2 separate regions of the Gossypium hirsutum genome follow, and region 1 is linked to region 2. Evidence: chromatin contacts called from public Hi-C data. All regions are on one chromosome and are shown on one strand. The core of a region is the stretch at or near the end of the contact, and the rest is flanking DNA. Distances in the headings are between cores, read along the strand shown.

What was found. Hi-C and Micro-C count contacts between places; a contact is called where the count stands out from the background.
Region 1: a contact with region 2 is called in a Hi-C map of leaf, with 3 times the contacts expected there. The contact joins the promoter of LOC107934609 here to the promoter of LOC107934615 in region 2. A contact is called at or near these places in 3 of 34 Hi-C or Micro-C datasets (callus and leaf).

The regions. Positions count from the first base shown.
Region 1 is chrA02:102,842,313-102,848,879 of Gossypium_hirsutum_v2.1, reverse strand. LOC107934609 (norbelladine synthase) reads right to left here and starts at 4,531. Exons shown (of 3, transcript XM_016867087.2): 1 at 4,307-4,531; 2 at 2,944-3,287; 3 at 2,360-2,861. The coding sequence starts at 3,127. The coding sequence ends at 2,569.
Region 2 is chrA02:102,681,630-102,688,400 of Gossypium_hirsutum_v2.1, reverse strand. LOC107934615 reads right to left here and starts at 4,487. Exons shown (of 4, transcript XR_005903693.1): 1 at 1,808-4,487; 2 at 1-989. It overlaps LOC121208581 (a long non-coding RNA gene), which reads left to right. Exons shown (of 4, transcript XR_005903694.1): 3 at 1-266; 4 at 382-536.

The DNA.
Region 1 (6,567 bases), core at 3,282-5,781, 160 kb before region 2:
AACAAAAAGGATTGGTGGCGACTCCATACCTCATTTAAAAGTCGATCCCGGTTTTTCAAAATAAAAATTGTTTTGACAATAATAGTAATAATAATAATAATAGTAATAATAATAAGACCATAATAAAAAAAAGAAATAATAACATGTAAATAATAATAATGACAATAATAGAAAATAATAAAAATAAATAAACTATGTCAATAAGGATAATTGTAGTAATAGTAATAAAAAATAATAATAATAAATATAATAATAGAAAATAATAATAAAAATAATTAATTTGGAAATAAAATAGCAAAATAATGAAAAAGGGCTAAATCGAACTTACAACGAAAGTTTGGGGCAAATTCAAAATAAAAAGAAAGGGAAAGGACCAAATTGCAACACGTGCACAACGTGGAGGGATGAAAAAAGAAAATATCCCCGTCCCTCTAAATGCAGCGTTTTGCGCGGGACCAAAATGAAATAAAAACAAAATTTTTGGGCAAAATTAAAAATAACGAAAGATTTAATTGTAAAACTAAAAAAAAGCTGAAGGGCTAAATGCGCAAATAGCCCCTTTAATAAAAACACTCGGATCCTGAGGGCAAATGGGTCGGGTCGGTTCGGCCAAGACAAAACGACTTCGTTTTGAGGCTTATGAGCTTAAGCCAAAACGACGTCGTTTTATTTTGCTATTTAAGTCACATTTTTTGTAAAAAAAATCATTCCATCTTTGTTTTTTTTTAAAAAAATCCTTCAAAAAAAACTCTCTACTCTCTCCCCCCTCTCCAAATCAGGCCTGATTTCGATCACCGTCGTGGACTCCGCCAGTATTTTTTTGGGTTTTTTATATTTATATAAACTTTTTTTTAAAGAAAAATAAAGAAAATATAAATGTATGAAAATATTTGAGTAGATTCGAAAAGAAAAAAATAAAAAAATAAAAAAAATGAAGTCTACCTATTGAGTTGTTGATTGGAATTTTGTTTTTGATTCTCTCATTTTTTCAATATTCACTCTTTTTTTTTTTGTAAATCTATTGTGTTTTTTATTCAATCTAAAAATCTTACAAAGAATTTTTGATGGCTTTTATAGCCATTTTTTACATGATTTATTGCTGTCTTTTCTTATTTAATCCTTGCAGGTGCAACTTGAGGGCGGTGGAGTGGTGGTGGCAGCAGTGGTGGCATGAGGCTGCTGGTCAGAAGGCTAGGGCAACGCCTAGGGTTAGGAGTGGCTAGGTGTTTTTTGTTTTTGTTTTTTTCTGAAAATGTTTTGGGCTGTTGGGTTTAGGTTTAGGTTTAGGTTTAGGTTTGGGTTTTAATTTTTGGGCTTTAGGTTTAGGTTGGTTTTTATTCGGTTGGGGTCTGATTGGTTTTTAATTTGGTTATTGGGCTACTTAGGGTTTAGTTTAGTTGCTTGGTTTTGGGGTCTTATTGGGCCCCGGGCTAAATTGGGCTTGTACACTGGCAATTGAACAAATTTTTATAAGTTTTTAATATTTTTGAATTTTTATTTTTAATCATTTATTTACTTTAAACTAGTTGACCAGTCGTTCTGGGAACTAATTGGTCAGACCAGTTTGAAATTGGTTTAATTGTTCGTTCAATCAATTTTTTAGCTCGGTTCAACCAATTTGTACCGATTCACAAGTCAACTAGTTTTTTTACTCTCATGGAATCGATACCCCAACTATTTCCCGATCTGACTGGCCAGTTTAGTCCAATTTAAATATCATTGAATCTTGGATTTTTTATATTTTAAAATCATTTTTATATTTTTTTCATAATTTTTAATCCTTTAAAATTATAATTTTTAAATTTTTATGTTTTTATTTAAAATATGAAAATTTTAATTTAAATTTTTTTTAACTACTTTTAAAGGGAAGGACCAAATTGACAAAAAAAAATTGTAAATATTAAAGGCTAAAAAAGTTATTTTGCCTTTGACACCATTAACTTTAATGGCAAAATTAGGTGAGGGACCAAGATTTTTAAATAAAAAAAATATAGGGACCCAATATCTCAAAATTAAAGTGTAAGAATTAAATGTTAAATTTCAAAAGAATACAGGGATTTTAGCATATTTGAACCCATAATAAATCAATGTTTAAAGAAAAAAAATTGATGTGTCAAAATTTTAAAGACGAGGTAGGGTGGCGGGGCACAATGCGAAGGCAGGGGATTTTTGTTTGTTTGGATAGACTTAATAATTTAAGGGAAATTGAGTATCCCTTTGCTTTCTCTTAAAAGTTAATTTTTTTTTAGTTCTCTTAAAAAGTTAGTTTAATTTGGGGGCAAAGCTAGGAAAAAGAAAGTAAAATGTTTTATAATTAAGTCACATATTTAAATTATAGAGTATGTCACATCAAACTATATTTAAACATCAAACTATCAATTAAGTCACATTGTATTATGTTTAAAGAGAGAATATATACTCGAATTTTGAAGATAACATTGTTAAAAGTACAACTATGAACCTCAAACATTCGCTGTAAAACGGACATATATCCCTCATATCTTGGATATGCATGAGAAATGAGCAATGAAACGAAGTAATTGGATTGGAACATGGAAAAAGAAAGTCCTAGAGAGTGGATTTGTTTTGGCAGAGATGTGTCCCAATAATTTCAGCCATCATTTCCAGTGGCTTAACGTTGACATGGGAAACAACATCAGCAAGCTTCTCGTCTCCTTCATACTCTATAGTTGACCTCACCATACATGATTCTGAATCTTTCTCCACTATCTCTAACCGAATACGAACCACATCGAATCCAAGATCTTTGTATCCTCCTTCAAGCACTTCTGTTTCTTTAACTCGATTTTCATCATCAATCTTTGTGAATCTTTCTTTCATGTAACCCCTTCCAGGGCTTCCTACAATGAAATTCACATTTTATTGCAAAATAGAATCACTTACTATTTCTAACCAAAAACTATCAATGTATCAAGTACGTACCTGGTGGAAGTGTGAGTTTGGCAATGGTTCCAACGCCTCCATCACCTTCTACGAATTCTACCCTTCCAAGAACCTCCGGTGCTAGTTTATCCACAAGCCTCCCCAGTTCCAGACCACGGTATACATCCCATATTAAAGCTGCCGGAACACCAACCGGAGTGTCCTGTGAGACATGGCCCTGCATCTTTCTCTTTTTTTTGTCTGGTTATAAGCTTGTGAGTTTTGATACCTTCCCTTCCCCAATCTTTTATATATACTTGTAAGTTGCAAAACAATCGAACAACGACAAAGGGAACAATAAAGATATTGACTCGGTCGCCTGCCTTTCTCAAACGGGGTCGGCCCTTCAGTTTGGAAGTCCCGAAGTGGGAATCAATGAAAATACCTTGGAAGTGACCATAAGATTTATTGAACTGAATATGGAAAAACCAATCACTTTTTCATGTTTGTTCTTGCATTTAAGCTATTACATTTGGTACTAAACATGAGTTTTTATATGCATGAGAAATATATAGGACATTCTCACTTAAAAGACAATCATTGAGAAGTATGTTACAGAGGGTAGAGATTCCAAGAAAAATTCAGTGGCAAGATGAAGAGAACAAATTATTTCAAATTTAATAAAAGCATTGTATCCTGGTGTAACAAGCTGCATTAAAAATTTAGGTTCTTCTCGGATGCAAGAATTAGACACCAGTTTAAAGCAACTTCTTTGAGCCAACTTTTGCAGTTGGTTCTTGTACATATCTATAAAAATGACACATATTTGTTAACAATACTGAAACTTTTCCACTAAAGTAAAATGAAAAATCTACAGTTTAACTTCACTTTCATATTAAAACATTTGCAAGACACGTAAGGAAGGTTAAAGAAACTAATATTCAATTATCAAAATCATCACTATTTTTCCAAGAATTGCAAGATTTCATCTAATTCTCGAGTGTCCCTCTCAATATTAGATAAACAGATAACAAAGTATTAATCAAAACAACTGAGTTCTAAAATATATCAACCAAAAACTCACATCATTAATCTCAAACAGAGTTCATACAAGTACATAACCCTCATCTGAAAATCAAAATCTTCATTGCGCAGCTAACAATTCAAAGAGGTGCTTTTTTCACCTCAAACTAGAAAATACCTTTCATATTTTCTATTTGTTATTTTTCCCCTTTTTAACCAACCAAATAGAAACTGAGGTTGCAATAAAATCCACCAGAAAATAAAATAAAAAATAAAAAAACCCACCTTGTTCACATGATCCAAACACCAAATTCCTAAATAAAATAGTCCCAACTATAAAGATAGGAAAATTCAAACCTAAATTTAAAAAACGAAAAAAAAAACAGAAAAATTAATTAACCTTCTGGTTATCTAGGCTTTCTGTGTATTGTTTTAGTGTATGAAAGCTATCAAATCCAAGATCATGGAGAAACAGAAAATTTGCCTATGATGGAGTCCTTTTACGAGATGAGTGGAGGTGAGAGAGTGAACATTTGGATAAAGTGAGAGATTTGGTCTTCCACTTCTCCTTGCGTAATGGGATAAAGTCTTCTTTTTCAGTTGACTCAAAATATTTTACTGAACCAAACCCCCTAAAATACCAAAAATATTTTATGAGATTATTTTCCTATTACAATTTGTTTAAAAAAATAATTTTTTTAAATTGTAAGTTTTAAGATAATTTAATTAAGGATTAAAATGGTAAATATATCATTTCAATACAAGATGGAGGGTTAAGTATTATTTTTCTTTTGTAAATTTAATAACTCCAAAGACATTCATTTTATTTCAATTCACAACCTTGGCTGAGGAGGGTATTTTGGTTTGGTGGTTGGGCTAGTAGCGCCAGTTATCTACATAGCTAAGCTTTACAAATGTTTCTTTTCAAATGAAACTAGATAATTAGATGATGGTGGTGTTAATCATTATGCTTAATATTTTATAATGTTAACTAATGGGTATAGGGTGTGTGTGACTTTTGGTTGGATGGTCGATTGTAAACATGGGAAATTGGTCAATGATTGTTCCCACTAACATTTAGATATTGTCATATAATTTTAATAAAAATGGTTTTTTTTTGGGAAAAAGGGATGGGACGGTGAGAAAGAAGGGAGAGAGGAGAAATTGAAGTTGTGAATGGTTGTGGCTAGAGGTGATCATGGGTCGGGTCGGGCCAGGTTCGGGCCAAGCCCATATAAATTTTTAGGCCCGTCTACTAGACTCAGGCTCTGCCCGACTCGAAATATGGGCCTAAAATTTTGTCCAAGCCCGGCCCGAAATAAAATTACTAAGCCTGAGCCAGGCCCGGCCCGGCCCATATTACTTTTTTTTATTTCATTAAATAAAAAAATTAAAAATATAATAAATCAAATATATTTAAAAACATAAAAACAAATATTAAAACAAATAAAAATAATACTAAAACAATTCTTAAAACAATACACAAATTAATAATATAATAAAAAATGGTTATATTAAAAATTTAAAATAATTAAAAATAAAATAAATATATATATAAATATATAATTCGGGCCAGGCCCGGGCCAAAAAATCTTACCCGAGGCCCGGCCCGTTTTCTAAACGGGCCTCGTTTTTTTGCCCAAGCCCATTTTTCGGGCCTATATTTTTACCCAAACCCTCTCATTTTTCGGGCGGGCCTTCGGGCCGGGCCGGGCCGCCCAGCCCATGATCAGCTCTAGTTGTGGCTGGACGAAAGATAGAAAGAGAAAAAGACTTAAACATTTTGATTTTCTTTCCTTATGCTCATCTTTGCTAACTGTTTGAAGAAAGAGAAGTGGGTGGTTAAACTGTTTCATGGTCAAACTGGGCTCATTAGGAGCTGATTTTAGGAAGAAAAATAGGTAAATCCCTCGACTCGTCTTTGCCTCTAGACCACTGGTGGGAATGGGACTTTGGAGAGGTTGGTTTTAAACTTGACCGAAGGTCCCTCTTGCAGCTGAGTTCTTGCATGTCCAAGGCTAATAAATTCATGAAGTGTTCTAGTAGAAATACAGGGCTGCGGAATGTGTTTTCTTTTGTTGTGTACAGCTCAGGGAGAAGCTGGAAGCAGCAGTAAGAAAGGGAAAGGCACGGCTTCAGAGTAGTTTCAGTTGGATTTTCTGGTGAGATTCTCACACCCTTCTTCTTTTCCTTATTGTTCTGTCAAATGGTGAAATTGGTAAGGCTAGTAGGAGATGGAAGTTGAACGGTTGTTGTATGCAGATAGCATGCATGCTAATCATGTTTTTATTTTCTACTTAATACATTATTGATTATGAGTTAACATGAATGTTCGGTTGAACATATACCTTGAATTATGTTCAAAAATTTTAATTGATTAGTTGTACTCTTCTTTTTGCTTTTGAATATTTGAAATATTGAAGGTGAAAAGCTGGAAAATTTCATGTTGAAATGTTGTCGATGTAATAGGCCCAATTCGCCCGGGCCCAGACAAAAAACCATAACAAAAACAAAATAAAATTAAACCCAAATTAAAAGTCCAAGTCCAAATTTTACAAACCCCAACAAAAAAATAAAAACATAGCTCAATTCTAACCCTAGCCCAAATCAACCCAATACTTAAACCAAACAAGAAAACCCTAACCTCTCTAACTCTCTTCA
Region 2 (6,771 bases), core at 3,238-5,737:
GTATAGGTTACTAAAAGTAGGCACATAGTTACACGAAAGTCTCCAAACTGTAATTTTAATTTTAAAGGGTAAATCTAGCTTCCACAATTTCTTGTAAAGTTGTATGTAATCTGCACGTATGTGATTCTGTTCGTCATGTAAGAGAATTTTGTGACCACTACGAACCAAGTACTCCCCAGACAACTCACCCCTCCATATGAGAAAATCTTCTTGCTCAACAAAGGAAGAGGATACAAAGAATTCTTTCTGCAACTAGCCTTGAGAAGGTACTATTAACCAAATCAAAATTCCATTGTCTAGACTCAGCATTAATCAAATCTGCAACCTTAATAAGTCTTAAGTTACTATTCATGTTTTGGACTCTGACCTAATCATTTCCAGGAATCCAAACATCGTCCTAGATAGAAACTTTCCGACCATCCCTGATCCTCCACCCCAGACCCTTCAGAAGGAGGCCCCTCGCAGCCTAAAGACTTTACCAGGTAAAAGAAGATAAATTTCCTAAGCTAGAGTTTAAGAAATCAGAATTCTTAAAATATTTAGCTTTCAAAGTACGCACTAGTAAGGAATTAGGGTATCATAACAAACGCCAACCCTGTTTGGCCAACAAAGTAATATTAAAATAACTCAAATGACGAAAACCTATGCCACCTTTCCCCTTAAGCGCACATAAGGACTTCCAATCACACCAATGCATCCCTCTCTTTCCATGGTTATTACTCCACCAAAATGAACCCATTATGTTCTCTAACTCTAAACAAAGAGATTTTGGTAAAAGGAAACAAGCCATTGTATAAATGGGCAGAGCCTGTAAAACAGCCTTAATAAAAACTTCTCTACCTCCTTAAGAAATATGCCTTATACTCCAGTTGTTGATTTTCTGCTTCAAACGATCTTTCAAATTCTGGAAAGCCGTTTTTTTTATAGCCCACCAAATTTGGAAGCCCAAGATATCTCTCTGGATCTGTCGAGCAACGAACATTAAGAACCTGAAAAACCAGATTCTTGTCATGATCCTTCACATTAGTACTGAAAAAAATAGTGGATTTCTTAAAATTCACACACTGTCCTGAGCATGACTTATACTCTGCGAGAATGTCCTTCAACACATTGATTCCCTGATTCGATACATCTCCGAATAGAATACAATCCTCTGCAAACATTAGGTGGGTGATAGGGGGCAGACCTACAAACTTTAGCACTACAAATTTTCTTATCCTCACTAGCCAGTCTCATTAGAGTAGAAAGTCCTTCACCACAAAACAAAAAGTGATAGGGATTCAAGGGATCTCCTTGGCGCAAACCCCTAGAAGGTTTAAAACTAGACCCTTCTTCCCTATTAATCAAGATGGAATATTAGACAAAATTCATGCAACGGATAATCATATCAATAAAATGCCCATCAAAACCCATTTTTAACATTATTCCTTTTATGAAAGGCCACTTCACTCTGTCATATGCCTTACTCATATCAAGTTTTAAAGCCATGAGACCCTTTCTCCCATATCTTTTATTCTTGAACGAGTGAAGTACCTCATAAGCCAAAAGTACATTGTTAGTAATGAATCTGCCAGGAACAAAAGCACTCTGCGAATCATCAATACACTCATGCAAAGCCTTTTGAAGTCGATTAGCAACAGTTTTTACAATAATCTTAAAAATAATTGCGCATAAATTAATAGGGCAAAAATTCTTCAGATTAATAGGATTAGCCACTTTGGGAATAGCACCAATTGGGTTTTGTTAATATCCTCCAAAGAATTTCCATTATTAAGAATATTTAAACAAAAACCACTAGCATCCTTACCGATCATGTGCCAGAATTTTTGGTAAAAGATTACTGGAAAACCATCAGCACTCGACGCTTTAGTAGGTCCTATTCCTTTCAATGCCTCAATAATTTCAACCTCCTTGTAAGTGGCTGTTAATCTTTGATTCACATTGTCTGAAATACACAAATGGACCTTAAAAAGAATGCGCTCCAAGTCCCTTATTCCTCTAGACTCAAAAAAGTCAGAAAAGTACCCACAGGCAATGCTTTCCACCTCCCTTCCATCCATAGCAAGAGATCCATCCCTGCGTTGCAATCCCTAGATACGATTGGCTGGTCTTCTTTGGGAAGTAAATTTATGAAAAAACGAGGTATTCTTATCCCCTATTTTCAACCAATTAGCTCTTGCCTTTTGTTCCCAATATTTCTCCTCCTTATCCAAATTCATATTCAAGTGAAGTTTGACCTCAAAAATCTTGCCCAAATTCTCCTATTATATCTCTTCACAATTCAACTCCTCCAATCTTCTATTCAAACGCTTCACTTTCCATCCTTCTTTACTTTTAATTTTGTTATCCCATGCTTTCAAACTATCAGCAAGAGTTGTCATGCGAATAAGAAAGGAGCCAAAACTACCCTCCCATAACTTCCTAATCTTATCCTTACACGTCTCCTCCAAAACCCACTAGGCTTCAAATTGAAACCGAATAGATCTTCTATCCATCCTAGCATTCTCTATTTCAATGAATAAAGGAAAATGGTCCGAGAAAGAATGTGGGAGATGCCTCAACGAATAATTAGGGAAAAGTTAAAGCCAAGCATCGCTGGCCACTCCTCTATCAAGTCTTTCCCTAATGTTCCTTTCCATAGTTCTCCCTCTTTCCCATGTGAACCAAGCTCTCAAAAAGCCAATATCTTCTAATTGAAAAGCATCCAAAGTCCTGCGGAAAACCTCCATCCAAGCCTCCTCCCTTAGCAATCCTCCTTGTTTTTCATAAGTAAAAAGAATATCATTGAAATCACCACCCACCAATAAAGGAAGTGAATTATTTCTCCCTAACCTTTGAAGTAACTCCCAAGTCTCCACTTTATTCTTAAACTCCGGAGCCCCATAAAACCCGGTGAAATGCCATCGAGAAGTTGCATCATCTTCTTGAATTTAAACATTGATATTTTTTGGGAAACTCTGCAAATTGACTAAGTTATTCCCATTACACCCGACACTTAAGCCCCCTCGAGATCCTTTCGCTGAAACATCAATACCATTGTAAAATCCACACCGTCTCCTCACTGCCTCTATTTTATTAGCACTTAATTTTGTCTCCACAAATAAGACAAGTTGGGGATGATGAATCTTCAGTATATACTGAAGTCTTTTTACAGTTCGCAGACTCCCCAATCCGAAAACATTACAGCACGGTATTTTTATTGCTTTTGGTCGGCTAGCCCAATGACAGCCACTGATATCTGATTATAATGAGAAGAGTTCTCCCTAGCAACCTCCAATAAATCCTGAGCATTAGAAACATTTGAGATCAACACGTTAAATCTCTGCCTTTTTTTTACCTTCTTCATTAATAAAAGGTTGTTCCTCTAATTCACAACCCATTTGGTCGGCCCAACCCACCTGGTGCTTTCCTTTGAACGTCACTAGAAAATGAAGGCCCAAACATTTGGCTTTTTCCAAGATCCAAATCCTTATCCCCATTATTGCGAAAATTATTTCCTTGCTGATAATCATTCAAAACAGCAGGAAATTTGGACCCTTCCAAATTAATCCCAAAAGGGGAAATAAAATTAGCTCCTAATTCAAGCCTTTGATTATGACTTGATTGTTGGCTGGAAAATTGCCCAAAATGGGACTTTCCAAAAAAAACTATTATATCCTTCCCCCCTTAACCAGATACTATTAGCAATGGAAGCCTTCCTCCCTTGAGCTCTCAAAAACAGATCCCAACCCATCTCCAGTTCCTGCATTCCATATTGTAACCTCAGCGAACAAAAATTATTACCATGACCAAGACATCCACATAAAAAGCAAAATAAAGTTAATTTTTCATACTTAAATTTTGCATAAGTGAATTTTGACTCGAAAATCTTAATTTTCTTTCTTCTTTTTAGATGAATTCGAACATCAAACCGAAACCTAAATGCGTATATAATTCATATATCCATTAGACAACTGCTTCATGTCATATTCAAGAAATTTGCCAATACTGAACTGCCATAGAATCCTGGAAGAAACCCGGAGGCAACTCGTGGACATGAATCCAACAATCTGAAAACACCAAAGGAATAGCCGGTGGGTCTTCGTTCTCCTCAAGCCTATGGAAAATCAGGAGGTGATTATTGGAAGTCCAAGGAGCACCTGAGATAACCCGTGAATTATCTACCTCATTGAAAAACTTGAAAAGAAAGGGTTTCTCCCCCAAATCAGAAATTTGCACACCCTCCAAAGGATGCCAAATGTTGGCCATAGTATTTCTCATCGCAGGGAAATGCACCACACTAGCAATAAGAAAACACCCTACCAAGCAGAAATTATACACAACATTTTGTGCTTCAGATTTGTTTGGCAAAGAAAATGCCTCTTTCTCACCACACAACGAAAACAACCCACTACAAACGGAAGATCAAAGTAACAAACCGAAAAAATATAAGAAAAATACAACAAAAGGAAACAAATAGGAAGCAAGACTAAAGCGTGTCAAAAAGGACAGATAGAGCGTGCCAAAGCGGCAGATTAATTAACTCTAATATTAACTAAGTAATAATTAATATGATTAGAATTCTATTCAAGTAATAACTCTATTTTACATCAACAAAATTACCAAAACTTTTGTTTACATAAAAAATTAACTAATAATGGTAAATTACAAATACAATTATATTATTCACAAATTTTTTTTTTCTATATTTTATGCTTAGTGTTTTATTCAAGGAATAACTCTATATTAAAATTAGCATAACTTTTTAACTAATAATTTTAATTCTAATCCTAATTATTTTTAAATGTGCAATTATCACAAATTCTATTAAATTATAGTTATTTTTAAATGAATAATTATTACAATTTCTATTTTATTTCAACTTTTTAATTAATAATTTTAATTTAAATATTATAATTATTTTTAAATGTGAATTTAATAATATGATAAAAAATAAAAAATATTTTCATCAGTACAAAAAATTTTCTAAACTTATTTTTTTATATATACTAGTCTCAAATTTTATGTACACTGCATGTAAATATAGATATTTATTTTTTTATTTAATTTTTAAACCGTGTAACTAATGTAAGTAATTATTATTAAAATATATAATGCTATCTATACCGATAAATCATAATTTTAATTTATATATAACTAAAATAATTATTTATTATTAAAATTTAATTATTATTTTATTTTAATACCTTATTTCTAGCTTCAAAAGAATAAAAACTATATTATACAAAAAATAAATAAAAATATTATTCGTTTACTTTATCTATGATTAATTCAATACGTTAAATCTAACTTCTCAATTGTATATTTCAAGAAATACAAAAATGAAACAACTTATTTTACAAATTAGTTTTCTTTCCCGTGTGATGCATAGATTTTATACTACATTAAAAATTTTAATGAAATAATTAATCACCAATTTGAACCATATGAAATAAAAATGGAAAAAAAATTCAAACATAGACAACCCTAACTGAATTCAAAAAAAAAATCCAGGAAGTATAAATTGAGTGAAATTGAAACGAATGGAGGACTAAAGCAGACTAACAAATCATGAAGGACCTAATGCAAAATTAACCCAAGACCCAAAAAAAATCTAATTCCGACCCACGTGATTTGATGTGGATTTAAATCCAATCTGGTTACATAATGAAAGGGTGCATACTTTAGTCTTCAAATGATTTTTAGAAAATTCTAGAATGTTGCAATCATTTTATTTTTGATGCCACATTCACTGAAACCCAACAAATCGTAAATATATATTTTATATTTTACATCAAGATTTACAACTCCAAAATTGAAGTCCCCTTCTTTATTTTGAGAACATGGTGGTGAAAAAAATTGGGGCTAATTACGTAAAAATTTTCAATTTTAAACATAACAAGGGATTTAAGTTGATATTTCCTAAATTTAAGAAAATAAGTCAATTTTGGAGAGAGAAATAAAAAATGCAGGAACCGTTTTAGTCCAATGGTCAAGTTAAAATTTCAAACGGCTAATTACATTTTTACCTCCAATGACTATTTCATTTTATATATAACCCTTATTCTCTCAACTATTTTATTCTCAACATTTTCATTTAATTTCTCTCAAATTCTTCTTGTCTTAATTTTATATTTCATAATTTCTTTGATTTTATTTTATTTTTATAATCTTAAAAATTTCAATGCCTCTTTTTCGTTTGGATGACAAACACATTTTCGACGTCCAATTACAAATGGTAAGAAAATATTATTAATTTTTTAATTAATATAATTATTAAGTTGTTAACATTATTAATTTTTTTAAAATTTTTATGTTTATATAATTAGACCAAAAATTAGATTATCGAGACGTATATACACAATTTAAGTGCGAGGGCATCGCGTATTATTGAACAACACTTGGAAGAGGTGGGATTGTTGCACGTGTATTGTATGCTTAGGGGGACCAAATTGGAGCTCGCACTTATCAATGTTTTGTTGGAAAAATGAAGACTCGAAACGCACAAATTTCATCTTTCGTGCAATGAGTTTACAATTACACTTGAAGATGTAACATGGAAGTTGGCCCCATGCTTTGCGCTATACCGCTTCACTACAGCAACAAAAACATCTTTTGAGGAAAACTTCAATCCAACTGTCTTGAACTTACTTTCTTTTCCCAGTTTGTATAAACTTCCTTATGTTATCAATGAAATCATTATTTTCCTTCCCAACTGTTACACTTACCCTAATATTAACAGTATACTAAAGTATTCGCCATACGAAATTCCTTAACTTACTTGAGGGACTA